Linked DNA regions of Ovis aries: region 2 is linked to region 1. The links are chromatin contacts, called in public Hi-C maps. All regions are on one chromosome and are shown on one strand. The core of a region is the stretch at or near the end of the contact, and the rest is flanking DNA. Distances in the headings are between cores, read along the strand shown.

Region 1 (2,867 bases), core at 95-2,594:
CATCCAGGCTTAAGGGAGGAAACAAGACTCCACCTCTCGATGAAGGAGTGTCAGCATCACATTGTAAGTAGAGCCTGTGGGATGGCTCTGTCCTGGAGTGGCCATCTTTGAAAAATGCAGTATGCCACAAGCAGTCATGGGGAAAAGGCCAAGTTCCTATAAGAATCCCTCATTTGAGAGAAGAGGTATGAATCAAGACAGATGAGTTTCATAAAGGGTGACTTTTTCCTTTACTTCCAGAGAGCAGGCAATTATAGCTCTATCAGGAATGCAGATAGAGGAAGATTTCAGGCCTTGTGACAGAGATCTGGAATGTTAGAGAGTCCTGTTTCCACTGCTCAGGTCCACATTCTCTTGCAAGAATGAGGCAGCTGTAGCTGCTACAGTGACACCCCCATGAGCTCTCTTTGTTGAGCTGCTCTATAGACTCGACCTTATTCCTGGCTCACTGTCACTCCAACAACACTCTTGTCATAATTCTTAATTATTTTATTATCCGTATTGATGATACCATGACCTTTCAGCTTCTTGACATCCTCTTGCAATGATCTTGTCCTCCAAGCTTTGCAGCTACTCACTCCTATGGTCTGTGAGTCATATCCCCGACTTTGTCACTACCTCTTATCGCTGCCTTCTATTATCATAATGTGAGATGTCTGTTTCAGCTTCAATAATTCTTCAGTGCTACAAGAGCCTGTAGTCACTTGATCCTACCACCCTTTCACTGTTCCTCACCTCCTTCCCTACTGAGATCAAAAGTCCATTATTAGGGTCAGCCTTTTTCCTATGCTCTCAATGCCCATCCCCTCTCTTTGTGCACTTGTGTCCTCCTAACAAAGCCCAGCCCTGACTAGTCCTACCCCTCCATACTCTCTGTAGCTGCCACCATAAAGCTATTGTCTCACTCAGAATTCATGACAGCAACCTCAAGTGGGTCCTTAGTTGGGCTTGCAATCAGACTTTCCCTGAAATGGGGAAACAGAAGTACTGCCTCAGGCCACTCCCCTGTCCCAGAGCTATAATGCCATATCTTTGGGTCAGGGCCCAGCAGCTGCCAGGCATTGCTGCTCAGACCTTAGCACACATCCAACCTTATTCAGGATAGTAAGAAATCCTCATCAGAAAACAGCTTCTTGGGGACTTTCCTGGTGGTCCAGTGGTTAAGATTTCATGCTTCAAATGCAGGGGATGCAGGTTCAATCCCTGGTTGGGGCACTAAGATCCCATATGCCTTTGGAGTGTGGCCCAAAGAAAAAGAAAACAGCTTCTCTCTGCTGACACCATAGCCTTCTGGTGGCTTCAAAACCGAAGTCTGGTGATGTGACATCCTCTCTGAAGGCACCCTTTTCATTTCCGCTTCATTTTCTGTACACTCAGCGTTGCTGAGAGAGCTATTTTGACATCTCCTTCTACTCTTAGCACCAGAGCAGGAACTCACATATGCGGATAAACACAAATTGAAAGAACTGCACATTCATTTTCCAAATTCTTAGAAAAAGCAAGAGTATTTAGGGTTAAGGGTGGGGGGTGCTGCAGCCAAGTCCATCCAAGGGGAGGTGAAAAGTGCCTGTGTAGGGGGCCTGGAGACTCTGACACAATGGAGACGCGTCACCTCGGGCAAGTCCCTTTAGCTGTCTGGGTCCCAACCTCATCTGCAAAGCGAGGGGACTAGATGAGGTAATTCCTAAGGCTCTTTCTAAACCTTTCATTCTGACTTTGTCACAGGATGCTACAACATTCACAGTTGCCCCTGTGTTTTTGTCTGTTTACTTGATCCATTCATCAGGTTTTCAATCAAGTAAAGGCTCTGCTTAATGCTCAGAAGACACAAAAATCAGTAGGACACATACAGTCCCTGCTCTTTAGGGGCTCACATTCCCTATAGATATATAGCTTGGTATAATCCTAGAGTTATGCCGTAATGTGATGAATGTTTGGGGGAAAGTATGTTCAAAGGAGGATGAACAAAGTGAAAAAGCGGGTCATTTCTAGCTGTGGATGATATACGCCCTCACAGAGGAAACAGCATTGGAGAGCAAGCATGCTTAAATACCCTAGAGGACTTTGCCAGAATGGTGTGGGGGGCCAGAAAGCTCATTCCAGTTATAAGACAGAGTCCAAAGACATAGCGAATCTGGGAGACAAATACTAAAGTTTTCATATGCCTTACCACTAAGCACATGAGGGAGTGTGTCAGGGCATAACGCTGCGAAAGATTCTATTGGAACCTTCTCTTTTTCTTCCCATTTAGCAAAAATCTCACTTTAGGATTATCCCCATTGTCTAATTTTTGAGTCAGGACTTCTCTGCTGTTCTTGATTTCTTACCCCCTCTATGCTCTGCTTGTGTTATATATATGTATGTATTTCCTGAAATTTGGCCCATTTATTTATGCCATCTTCCTGAAAATGTTCAGGGATATCATTTATCAAATATTTCCATGTAACGTGGAGGGCAACAAATAACAGCAGCTTTGTTTTACAGAGAGAAAAGCTAAAGTGAACGCTGATTTGTAGACAGCACAATATCAGGTTAATAGACATGAAAGGTGACCTGGGGTGCTTCCTTCATGAAAATTCCATGACTTTCTTTTTTCTTTAAACTCAAGAACAGTAAATAATCTTGACTGACTCAGGCAATCACATTAGGACTATCTTAAAAGGGTTAGATTTTGAGTCAAATATGGCTTTAAGAAAGCACTAAATATTGTGAGCACCATTTAAAGTTAGGAAAGAAAGCAAAACATAAATGATCACTTGGAATATGTGTTGGTAAGATTGAAATCTTGTTGAACCCATGAAAACAGCTGCTTTTCCCCATTCTAACGGTTGTCTTTTTTAAAATTGGTACAGGAGGTGGTTGGTCAC
Region 2 (2,867 bases), core at 101-2,600, 370 kb before region 1:
CACACACACAACCAATAATATGGCAGTAGTTTATGATGTATACAAGAAGTTTACATGACTATCTCAACTCTGGGAATTAACACTTAATTAAGAGAAATGTTATTAACTTCTTTAAGTAAAAATTCTAAGAATCAATCTATAATCATTTGTTCTATTTCCTTTCTTGTAAATTGCTACTGTTAAGTTGGTGATGACTCTACCATAAATTAGTTTCAATTCCGCTGGATCTGTTGCTAAAAATAAGTTTGGCATAATGTTCTTATATCTTCAGAAATACAAGATAACAGCTTTTCATAGATAAATTTATTTTAATGATAAAATACTTAATTTACCTGAAATGGTTTCTGGTAGATTTCTTCCATTGCAAGTCTGCCGTATTCTGTAAATAACTATTAAATCAAATTATTTAAAATAATGCCCCCAAAGACGTTGAAAGAAGACATCTGTAAAGCTGTTCTATATCAGACCACTAGATGTCAGGGCCTTTAAAATCATTTGAAAGCCAAGCATTTAATTTTTAAGACCAAGTATACATTAAAATTTCTTTTAGTTAAGAAGTCATGTATCTGTTTAAAATCATGTAACAGTCAATCTTCATACAATATTATAGATTACTGGTGTAAAGTAACAATAATGTAGGAATTAAATTTTCAATACTTTGGCATACACTCTTTGAGACATACATACTTGCAAGTGTTGAAGATCATCTTCCTGAATATTTTGAGACAAATTATATACCTGTTAAAACAGAATTTGGTTTTCATTAGTGCTTTACTTTGAATACCCAGCTGTGTATAACTTTGCTTCTGGAAATGAAGGCTATTTTATACCTGAACACATATGAATGACTCGATCATTATCTTAACTAGTGATGAAAAGGATTTCTTCTTTCCTAACTGTAAAACACTAAGTGGGGAGCAGTGGTGGTAAACTATGTAAAAATCAGGAATACATGCATATGGGGCCAAGAAAGCAGCAGACTTTTTTTTTAAGTATATGCAGTATACTTATATTGTACGTTTACATACTTACACTTATGTAGTAAGTTTCTTTAATGTTACGCCATGATTTGTCTTTTTTTCTTAAGTATAGGATTTCCTGAACTATTTTTCTAAGTGAATGAATGTGAAGGGCATAGTTCTACAAAGATCAAATTCCTCCTTGGAGCATTCACAATATATAGTTTATAGTTACTCATGGGTGCCTCAACTACCATTGACTCTAATATGATTATCTTTTTACTTAAGCAAACTCAGTCTAAATAACAGGAATATTTTACCAGACTGTAGTAGCTGTTTAAAAAAACAAAAAACAAAAAACACAACATACACAACAGTAGGTGGCACTCTTGCCCTTTTCACAAATTTTTAGGAGGCTTTGCAAGCCACACAGGCCAGAGCTGATGATGGTAAATTAAGTAAGAATAAATATCAAATCGGCTAAGTTTTCAAACTGAATACAATGACATATAATTTCTTGTATGGTAAGCCACTTCAGTCATGTCCGATTCTGTGTGATCCTATCAACTATAGCCCGCCAGGCTCCTCTGTCCATGGGATTCTCCAGGCAAGAATACTGGAGTGGGTTGCCACTCCAGTTGTCCTCTCCACGGGATCTTCCTAACCCAGGGATTGAATCCGGTCTCCTGCACTGCAGGCAGACTCTTTACCATATGAGCCACCAGAGAAGGTCTTATAATTTCTTAAGTAATTTCTTAAGTGCCTTTGGTTGGATTTTTTTTGCCTGTTTGAAAGAACTGCCATTATATGAAAAAAAAAAAGCTAAAAAATTGCTAATTTAAATACTGATTATATTTGAAAAGTAGCTTTTCAAAAGAATTATATTGTACATTTTATAGCTTCTTTATTTGAAAATTACTAATGTTTCTGCACATATTTTTGAAGGAATGTGAAAAATGCAGTTATCAAAAACAGAATTTTAGAACCAGGAGGAGCATTGAGGAGCATCTGACCCTAACTTTGTATTGTCCATGAGTAAAACTGAGACCCTTTGGGTCCAGTTTGGGTCCAGAATCCTGTTTGCTGAGAAACATGGAGAACTCATGGCTCTTGACCCCTTTTCTCTCCTCAGTCCCCAAGTCTGAGGAAGAAGCATTCAGCAGTCCATTGGGAGATGGACCAATGTGACCTGGCATTCTGGAAGTGGAATGGTTTGGGTTGGGGCAGGGGAAAGGTAAGAAGAACTGGGTTTGAGACCTAATATCTATGGAGCATCATTCAGGGTACCTTCTGAAACCATTATACCCTAGAATGGAGCTGCAAGTACCTCATCCATGCAGAATTTTAGAGACTTTGCAAAAATTCTGTAAAGTGCCAGTGGCCAATGGGAATTAAAGGGATGTGTCTTGGGACTGGAGCTGTGCTTAGGGAGGAGAATGAACAGTCAGACTTGACTGCCTACCCACCATGCAGGCTTCTGAGTGGATGCAGGCAGCACCCCAGTGCCCCAAAATCCCACCATTAGGGATTGCTCCTTTTTGTGAGAGGGGCATGAAAGGCATTTGGAGAAGGAAATGGCAACCCTCTCCAGCATTCTTGCCTGGAGAATTCCATGGACAGAGGACCAGGGCAGGCTACAGTCCATGGGGTCACAAAGAGTCAGACACAACCGAGTGACTATCACTCACTCAAGCACTCGCAAGAGAGAAACTGGAGAGAAGATACACTAGGTCCAGTCCTTCTGAATCAGATCTTTTACCAGATCACCTAGGCCACCAAAGGAGAAAAGTAGTAGGTGTCCATAGTTGCAGCCTCTGCTAAGAAATAACATATCTAAGAAAATAGGGTTACTCCAAATAGAGAACAATCTATTCTAACCGCAAAAAAGTGCTGATCCAACTTAACCAC

Evidence for each region. Hi-C and Micro-C count contacts between places; a contact is called where the count stands out from the background.
Region 2: a contact with region 1 is called in a Hi-C map of liver, with 7 times the contacts expected there. The contact joins two enhancer-like sites. A contact is called at or near these places in 3 of 16 Hi-C or Micro-C datasets (liver and tail adipose tissue).

Annotation. Positions count from the first base shown.
Region 1 is chr3:85,450,383-85,453,249 of ARS-UI_Ramb_v3.0, reverse strand. The region is part of intron 4 of GALM (galactose mutarotase); the gene reads left to right. Among named protein-coding and RNA genes, the nearest start is that of SRSF7, 27 kb to the right of the region's middle. Within about 2 kb of position 1,344, at least 8 of the 54 cell types and tissues checked have an H3K27ac peak or open chromatin away from gene starts, as enhancers often do. A contact at or near this core is called in liver, where this site is marked.
Region 2 is chr3:85,823,699-85,826,565 of ARS-UI_Ramb_v3.0, reverse strand. It overlaps ATL2 (atlastin GTPase 2), which reads right to left. Exons shown (of 13, transcript XM_027966920.2): 5 at 688-738; 6 at 333-389. Among named protein-coding and RNA genes, the nearest start is that of ATL2, 56 kb to the right of the region's middle. Within about 2 kb of position 1,350, at least 1 of the 54 cell types and tissues checked has an H3K27ac peak or open chromatin away from gene starts, as enhancers often do. A contact at or near this core is called in liver, where this site is marked.